Regions from separate parts of the Sus scrofa genome. Here region 1 is linked to region 2. Evidence: chromatin contacts called from public HiChIP or PLAC-seq data. All regions are on one chromosome and are shown on one strand. The core of a region is the stretch at or near the end of the contact, and the rest is flanking DNA. Distances in the headings are between cores, read along the strand shown. Region 1 holds the start of NFATC1 (nuclear factor of activated T-cells, cytoplasmic, calcineurin-dependent 1). Region 2 holds the start of CTDP1 (RNA polymerase II subunit A C-terminal domain phosphatase).

The links. HiChIP or PLAC-seq counts read pairs in DNA pulled down with a chosen protein or histone mark.
Region 1: a contact with region 2 is called in an H3K27ac HiChIP or PLAC-seq map of alveolar macrophages. The contact joins the promoter of NFATC1 here to the promoter of CTDP1 in region 2. A contact is called at or near these places in 2 of 5 promoter capture datasets (fetal liver and fetal skeletal muscle), 1 of 47 Hi-C or Micro-C datasets (fibroblasts) and 2 of 2 datasets of contacts at active chromatin or transcription factors (alveolar macrophages and skeletal muscle).

Annotation. Positions count from the first base shown.
Region 1 is chr1:146,001,398-146,005,569 of Sscrofa11.1, forward strand. NFATC1 (nuclear factor of activated T-cells, cytoplasmic, calcineurin-dependent 1) reads right to left here and starts at 1,500. Exons shown (of 10, transcript NM_214161.1): 1 at 1,305-1,500. The coding sequence starts at 1,401. LOC110261559 (a long non-coding RNA gene) reads right to left here. Exons shown (of 2, transcript XR_002345813.1): 2 at 3,634-4,071.
Region 2 is chr1:145,809,349-145,813,577 of Sscrofa11.1, forward strand. CTDP1 (RNA polymerase II subunit A C-terminal domain phosphatase) reads right to left here and starts at 2,325. Exons shown (of 13, transcript XM_005660586.3): 1 at 1,633-2,325. The coding sequence starts at 1,937.

The sequences.
Region 1 (4,172 bases), core at 250-2,749, 190 kb after region 2:
ACGAAGAGGTCAGGAGTCAGTCACACGTCCCCCTCGCGCCTCTCTCAAAGACATTTGCTGAATGGACTGAAAAGGGGGCTGGATACCAAGGGAGAAAGTCTTTTGGTGTAAACAAGTCCGGAAGCCGGGATCTGCCACAGATAGCCAGTCCCGAGCAAGTGCAGAAGGCCTCCACTTCCGGCCCCAGATCTGTTCAGACAACTGCTTTTCTCTCCCACCCTCGCCACCATGGTCCCCACTGACCCAAAGGCCTGGAGACGCACAGCCAAGGAAGAGGAAAAGGAAGACACTGGGGGGGCACGGGTTCAGGCAGCCTTAGCCTGGTTGGAACATTTATTTTTTTATAAACAAGCAAGACATTACACTTTTAAAAGAAGGGCGGTGAATGATATGGAAAATATTATACAGTCACTGCAGAAACGGGCGCCTGCCGGTGCCAAGTGTGCTGGGCTCAGCTTCACCATTTCACCGCCACGTGGGGAGGGACAGAGAGAAGATCTTGAAGACAGAAACAGAAAGGAGGCCCACAAGGGACAGAAGAGACAGGTGTGGGGAGAGCCAGGCTGCAAGGAGGGGGCTCCTGGTCCCCTTCACTCACTCGGGGTGGCCGGTGGCCGCAGGCCCAGACTGAGTCTTCCGGTGAAAGTGGGGGTGATTGCTCAATGGTTCTTTCTTTTTCAAAAGCCTGCACCCTGGGGGGCCGGAGGAGTCCTTTATCTGTTGTTTGTTTAGGGGAACTTTTATTTTTTGACAGAGAAGAGAAAATTAAAGAAAGAACAGTGTGGCACCCTTGGGGGTCCAAGGTCTCAGAGGCTAGCTCCACTGTACCATCTCTTGATGGAGAGAGGCTTTGCCCTGAGGACACGGGGAGCAAGAGGGGGAAGTCTTGGGGGCCTCATGGGCCAGACACACTCTATCCTTTGGCTTGAGCAACACCCCACCCTAAAGAGAAGGCCCCTCCTGCGGGAATGTGGTCAGGACTCCGCTCTAGTGCAGCCCTGAGTCTTCCTACATGGCTGGGGGGGCCGACCCCAAGGGGGCCTCCCCCACCACTCCCACTCGCCCCTCAACCTGACCTGTTTTAATCCGGCGAAGGGTAGGGCGGTGGGGAGACTTTGGGCGCTGCCCCGACCCCGGGGCCGCGGACCTGGGTGCCGCGGAGGTGTGGGGACGGGAGAGGGGGTGCGCCCCGGGCAGAGGGGCAGGGGCCCGGCGCGCCTCCAGGCCGGCCCCTCCCCACCCGGAACCTACCCGCCCGACCCCCGCGCCCCCAGTCCCTGCGCCCCCGCCTCGCGCGGACCCACCTGCGGTGGCCCCGGCCGCGGCGGCGCCCTCGTCGCTCTGGTTAAACTCGAAGAGGAAATCAAAGTCGAACTCCTGGTCCTCCTCCAGCCCCGTCATGGTGGGTCGGGGTCGAGGGTCAGGAGGTCAGGGTCGGGGTCGGAGTCCGAGGTCAGGGGGCTAGGGTCGGGGTAGAGGGTTGGGATCCGAAACCTAGGGCAGGGGTCCCAGGTCAAGTTCAGGGTTGGATTCAGGGTCTTAAGTCTTGGCGGGGATCCGGTACCTGGTCCGGGTCCCGGGTCGGGCTCTGGGCTGGAGTCGGGTGAGCTCCGGAGTCTGGGCTCAGGGCGTGGTCGGGGTCCCGGGTTGGGTCAGGTTGGGGTCTAGTATGGGGGTCGGGGTAGAGATCCGGTATTGGGGTCAGAGTTCCGGGCAGGGGTCCCGGGCCAGGATCCCAGGTTGGGGTCCGGGATGGGGTCGGGGTCCCCGGCCAGGACCCCGGCGTGGGGTCGGGGTCAGGATCTGGGTTGAGGTCCGGTCGGGGTCCAGAGTCGGGTCCCCGGCCGCGGGCACCTGTGGTCGCGCCGCCCCGGGCTCGGCTGCGCCCTGCGCTCGGCCGCGCGTCCTCGGGTAACGTGACTCCCGCCCGCGCCCCTCCCCCCGGCCCTCCCCCGCCGCGCCCCTCCCCCCGCTGTTTCCGGGTTTACATAAACAAGCCGCTCGCCGGTCGCCGGCTTCCGAGTTTTAAATAAACTCTCCCCGCCAGCCCGAGCGCACGCCTCTCACTAGTGTCCCGGCTCTGGGCAAGCCCTTCCCACCCGCGCCCGGGGACCCCCAGGCGGCTCTTGGGGTCGACAGCCCCACTGCGAGCGAGACCCTAGAGTGCGCCCCGCCCCCTGAGTCTGCGCTGGGGTGGGGGGGATAGACGTGCGCCGGAGGCGGGGGCGTGGGGGGGGCACACGGAGTCTGGCCACTTCCGTCCGCCCCGGGGCCTGAGCGCCCCTGCGGCCCGAGCCGGGTGGGCAGGAGCTGGGGCAAGACAGCCGGCGGTCGACAACCCCCCTCCCCGCCTCCGGCAGACTCGCCCCGCTGGGAGCTCTTCGTGAAGCGCGCTGCCCCGACCCCGGTCCGGGGGAGGCGGGCTCGCTTGCCTCACCCGCAAACAGGCGCAAAGATCAATACCTGCGTCCCAATGAGCTGCTGACGCTGCCCCACTCCTACTGAAGGTGCCTAAAGGGGCCTCCTGCCGGCCAGGCCCCTTCTAGGAGCGGATCGGCCCGACTGGGCTGCTGCCTAGTTTGCAGCGCGCACGTCCTGCCGGAGCCCGGCAGCCTGGGCCCGGAGAGGAATTCCCTGGTAGCAGGGCTCGCTATCCAAGGAGCACTGGATTCCCCAACCAGCTGCAGAAGAGCAATGAACACAGAAAACACCGTTTTCCAGCCCCCACAGTTAAAGATGCCCAAAAGGGTCAGGAAAATGCGAGGCTCCTAAGAACCCACAACGCTGTCGCCTTTACATATGGAACCGGTGCTGCCGCTCACGCCTGGCCACGTGTACGCGCGGCCTTTTACTTGCAGTCTGGTGCCTAACTGGCAACCTCCTTTTTTGTAACGCGTTCTGTTTAGTCCTTCAACTTCCTGAAACACCGTACAAACGCCTGTGCGCACAGGTGGCCTGCCAGTCATCCGTGAGTGACTCCAAAGCTTTCACGAGTTGAGCGAAAATAGGAAGAGCGGGTGGGGGGTAAACCCAAGGCCAAGGCAGAGAGCAGCTCTGCAGCAAAGAAGGTATACAAGCCAGGCCCGGCTGAGCACCAGCCCTATCCATCTTCTTTCTCCTAGCTGTTTGTTCTAACTTCCCCAGGGTCTTGGCACCCCAGGAAACCAGTATCTGGATAGCAAGAGAATGATGGCCAAGGCCCCTGTGTGAAACCGAGGATCATGCAAGTAGGGGGAGTGGAGCAGGAAAGGAGGAGGGCCGCAGGAGTGTCCATTTTTGCAACTCTGCTGCTAATCAAAAGGTGTCCTCTGCTCTATCCTGCAGGCCCGCTGCCCCCCCCCCAACACACACACCCAGGGTATTGCTTTTTCCAGAAGCAGATATAACCTGTGAGCCACATGACCACCCCCCTAAAAAATTTTTTCCTCTCATGACCCTTTTCAAATGGCTGCTTTTCTCCAGTGATAAACTATAGTTCACTTTGGCCTGATTTAGTTTCTAATAATAGTTCTAACTTTGAGATGTATGTTGGAGGGCTGTTTTGTTTTAGTTTGCTTTTTTTGCTGACCTTCAGGCAAATGGAAGTTCTGTTTTCCGTTCAGAAGCCACAACATTTCATTTTCTCTCTCTCTCTTTTTTTTTTAACTTTAGCCACCTTCTCACCTCCACCAAAAATTTACACACAAATAACAGCCCTTATCATCTCTTAGACTAAAACTTCTCACTCAGCTGTTGTGTCTGGAGAAAGTGGGTTTACCCTTCTGGGGGCACCTGTGCTCCCCACGGTCAGAATTTAGGACTGCTTTATCCTAAGGCTGAGCTGGTCCCCACCTAGTTTCAGACCTGCAACCAAGGTAACCGGATAGGGTGGCCATTTTTTAACTGCTCCTCTTACCAGCATCCCCCAGTGCCTTTCATCTTGTAAATGGTTTGGAGCTATTTGCCAATTCAGCAGACACTCCTGTCTTGATGGAAATGTTTAGCTTGGCGCTTCCTCTCAGAGGCTGCGGGTGAGCACGGGGCACAGAGCTCCAGCACTGGGTGTGATAGAGCAGCAGGGCCTCTTCTAATCTGGATTAGGAAACAACGCTATGAAGTTAAGTGGCGGGAGAACAGGGCAGGCTTTGTTCTGCTCTCGAGAGCCCCGGGCACTCTGTGTGGAGCAACCTCTG
Region 2 (4,229 bases), core at 1,075-3,574:
GCTCTGGTCTGGTACTTTACACATACCTCGCACACCTGTGTTCCAGGAGAAATGCTATCACTCTTCAGATTCTCAAAAGGCCCTGTGATGAACCTCTGCAGATCTGAGATCTCAAATACACAAAACACACAAGACAGAAAACTACTCCCAGCTGGGAATTTGTCAGAAGATTGTTTTCTCAGCTGATTGGTGAGTTTACTGTATTGGGTTACTCAGACTTGCGGGACTGATCAACACACTGTACATGAAGTCTCATTAACTGCTGTGACAGCCACTGGCCTGTCTGGGCCCTGGCGGCCTTTTCTGAGCAGTCAGAGGAACAGAACAGCATGGAGAGGAGTTCTTTCCCTCAGGGATTTTCTACACAGTGAAACACCAGCATCATGCTGCACCTTCATCATTTAGCTGACGGATTTACAGGCTCATTAGTGCCCAAGCAATGGTCAGGTAAGACTTGACTTCAAAGCCATGCTAACAGCATAGTAGTGTGTTAAACACACCAGCACAGCGAGCCCCTCCCTTCTAAAGGAGGCCAAGCAGATGGCTCCAGTGGAGGATGCAGCCTAGGCCACCCCGCCTGCATTCAGTGGGCAGGTACTGGCAGGCGAGCAGTAGGCTGAGGACTAGGCTCTACCTCCCAAGATGACAGAGACATAGATGGAGAAGGAGGCTCCCCGCGGTTGGGGAGGAGGTGGTTCTATCCTGGTCATTCGCTTCTGTGTGAATGGAGCAGAAGAGGCTCAACAACCAGAGGTCACTCAGTCCACAGGGGGAGTAGCAGGATGAGAGTGGGCAGAAAGGGAGCACTCAGGGCATACTGTGGCCTCCACAGAGGTAAGGTAAACAGGAGCCACTACAACAGGAGTCGGGAATGCTCGCCTGCCCCAGGTTCTGTTCCTGAAAACAACCACATGTATATACACCTTTGCACACAGCACTGGTAAACTTAGAAAAATATGAACTGACGAGCTCATACACTTCAAAGAAGAAAAAAAGTCATGCTACATGGTTAAAACAGAGGTACCCACAGCAAAAGCCTATTGTAGGAGGGTGTACTACTACTTTGCACACTGACCTACTTGTGCCAAAGCTGCACCCCCCTTCCTAAGCTTGATGCAGAACTACACTAGGTATTACAGGCAACGTTTCACGGGGTCTAACTAGGATCTAAAGAAGTGCACACCTCCCAACAGTTATTACCACGACAACCAGCATGGAGCATGTCTGATTCCTCCTGTACTCGCTATAGACCCATGTTTTCCTAATTTACAAACGTGCAATCCTATCACAGAAAAAAGAAGGGAACACAACCGTTTTCTAAAGAATTCAATTTTGGTAGTTGAGAACTTTAAAAAAAAAAAAAAAAAACCCAGCCGCCTCTGATTATTAAGTCACAAGTAGTGACTATCGTCTGACCTTAGAAAAACATGCAGACACACAACAGTGGGCCTTACATTCTAAAGCTCTCCCCAAGTGCATCCCGTTCAACTGCAGCCTCAGAGACTTTTCCTACCCAGTTCCCAGCTCAGGACCCCCTCCTGTCCCCGGCCCTTCTTCCCTCTCCCGGCCCAGAACCTCTTTCCAACCCGGCCGCCCCGCCCGGCCCGGCCCCGTCCTCCCCTTCCCACTCACCCGGGGACCACCACCTGGCCCGGCTGCGCGCACAGTTCCCGAACCACACCAGCGCGCTCCGACCTCAGTCTGCGTTCGGTACGCACGCAGCTCCCAGAGCTCGCGCGGGCAGGAGCGGGCCCGGCGGGCTGCGCGGAGGTTGCGGCCTCGCACACAGCCAGCACCGAGCCGATGCGTACGGCTGCGCCCGCCGCCACCTTCCACTCGAGTAGGCGCAGCGGCCCGGGGCCGGGACAGCGCACCTCGGCCACCGCCGGCGGCGGGGCGCCCTCGGTGGGAACGCGGCCGCCGGGCGGCGCCTCCATCGCAGCTGGGCGGAGTTGCTGTGGAAAAGCGGCGGCGGACGCTCAGGGCCCGGCGCCCATCGCGGGCTGGCGGGCGACCCAGGCCCAGGCGGAGGTGGCGGCAGCTGCGGAGCACCGATTCTCTCCCCGGCACCGGCTCCCACCCGCCGCCCGTTCCCCGCCGACTTCCGGGACAGCGTGCGATGTCACGTGCCGCCGCGTGCGTGCGCGGATGCACTGAGGACCCGAGTTAAAAACCACGCCCACGCGGGGCCCTAGAGGTCCTGCACCAGCCACGGGCAGTGAGCCCCATCCTAGAACTACACCTATGGGGCTGATTCCGGTGGAAACAGTGTTCTTAGTCCCCATCCGTCCCACGAACACCAGCGTCTGGGATCGCGGGTCCCAGCATACAACGCGCACCCCCCCCCCCATCAAACGCTGAGGTTGGACGTCGTGGTGGGACTACAATTCCCGGCGTGCAATGCGCCCCTCTGTGTCACGAGTTCCCATCAGGCACAGCGGCTGGGGCTTACAATGAGAGTCTGTATCCTGCAGTTCCCCTGGGCTGCTGAGATCCAGTATACTGAGAACTAAAATATCGGTATGCACGGTGCTTGGCTGTCTCACAGTCCTCCATTTGCTGAAGTCTTGGGGGTGTCTTTGGACTACAAGGCTGAAGTCCCGGCATGCAACTTGCCTCTGTCCCAGAAACACCGTCAGGCTCTGCGGTCCCAGCATGCAACGCGGGGCGCTGACCCACGACTCCTCTCGCTGGCGTTGAGGCTGGCTGCCTGTGGGACTGCAAGGCCTAGGGTGCGCCACCGGTGCGCTGCTGTCCCATGGGTTCCAGTGGGGCGTTTGGAATTCCGGCATGCCACGCGGGTTTCGTGGAGCTGCTGTCCTAGCATGCGGAGCGCGGTTGGGATTTGGAACCTGGTGGGCGCCAGGTTCCCTGCATCCCCCAAGAGTGCCTGTTTTGGGGTCTTCTTTGGTTCCGACCCTCCCCGCACTGTCCCAGCCCTCTTGCCCTGGTGCCCGCCTGGGGAGACTGGAACCACCTGGAGACCAGCCTTTGGGAGGAGTGGACGTGGTGGACTGCGGCTGCCCTCAAGGTCTTTCTTGATTCGATTTTTGAAGAGCTGCACTCTCTGGCGGGAACTGGACAGAAGCACCTGTCCCAACAACAGAACCCTTAGGTGCATGAAGCAGAAACTGATGTAATTTAAGGGAGGCAGACAACTCAACAGTAGTATGTGCATAACTATGTTGTACTTTGCTTTATTTCACTTTGTGGATACTGCATTTTTTCACAAGTTAAAGGTTTGTGGCAGCCCTGTATGGAGCCAGTCTATCGGCACCATTTTTTTGTAAAAGCATTTGCTCATTTCATGTCTGGGTCACGTTTTGGTATTTCTCACAATATTTCAACTTTTTAATTATTATTTGTTATGATTATCTGTGATTAGTGATCTTTGATGTTACTATTATAATTGTTTTGGGGGTATGCCCTGGTAAGATAGTGAACTTAATTGGTAAATGTTGCGAGTGTTCTGATTGCTGCACTGACCAGCCTTTCCTCCCATCTCGCTCCCTCCTCTCTGCCCTCTAAGTGTAATTAGGCAGATTAATAAACCATAATGGCCTCTAAGTGTTCAAGTGAAAGGAAGAGTCGCACATCTCTCACTTTAAATCAAAAGCTGGAGATGATTAAACTCAGTGAGGAAGGCATGTCAAAAGCTGAGATAGGCCGAAAGCTAGGCCTTTTGCGCCAAACAGTTAGCCAAGTTGTGAATGCAAAGGAAAAGTTCTTGAAGGAAATTAAAAGTGCCACTCCAGTGAACACACGAATGATAAGGAAGCGAAACAGCCTTATTGCAGATATGGAGAAAGTCTTAGTGGTCTGGATAGAAGATCAAACCAGCCACAACATTCCCTTAAGCCAAAGCCTAATCCGGAGCAAGGCCCTAACTCTCTTCAACTCTATGAAGGCTGAGAGAGGTGCGGAAGCTGCAGAGGAAAAGTTTGAAGCCAGCAGAGGTTGGTTCATGAGGTTTAAAGAAAGAAGCCGTCTCCATACCGTGAAAGTGCAAGGTGAAGCAGCAAATGCTGATGTAGAAGCTGCATCAAGTTATCCAGACCTAGTTAAGATAATTAAGGAAGGTGGCTACACTAAACAACAGATTTTCAATGTTGATGAAACAGCCTTATATTGGAAGAAGATGCCATCTAGGACTTTCATCGCTAGAGAGGAGAAGTCAATGCTTGGCTTTAAAGCTTCAAAGGACAGGCTGACTCTTTTGTTAGGGGCTA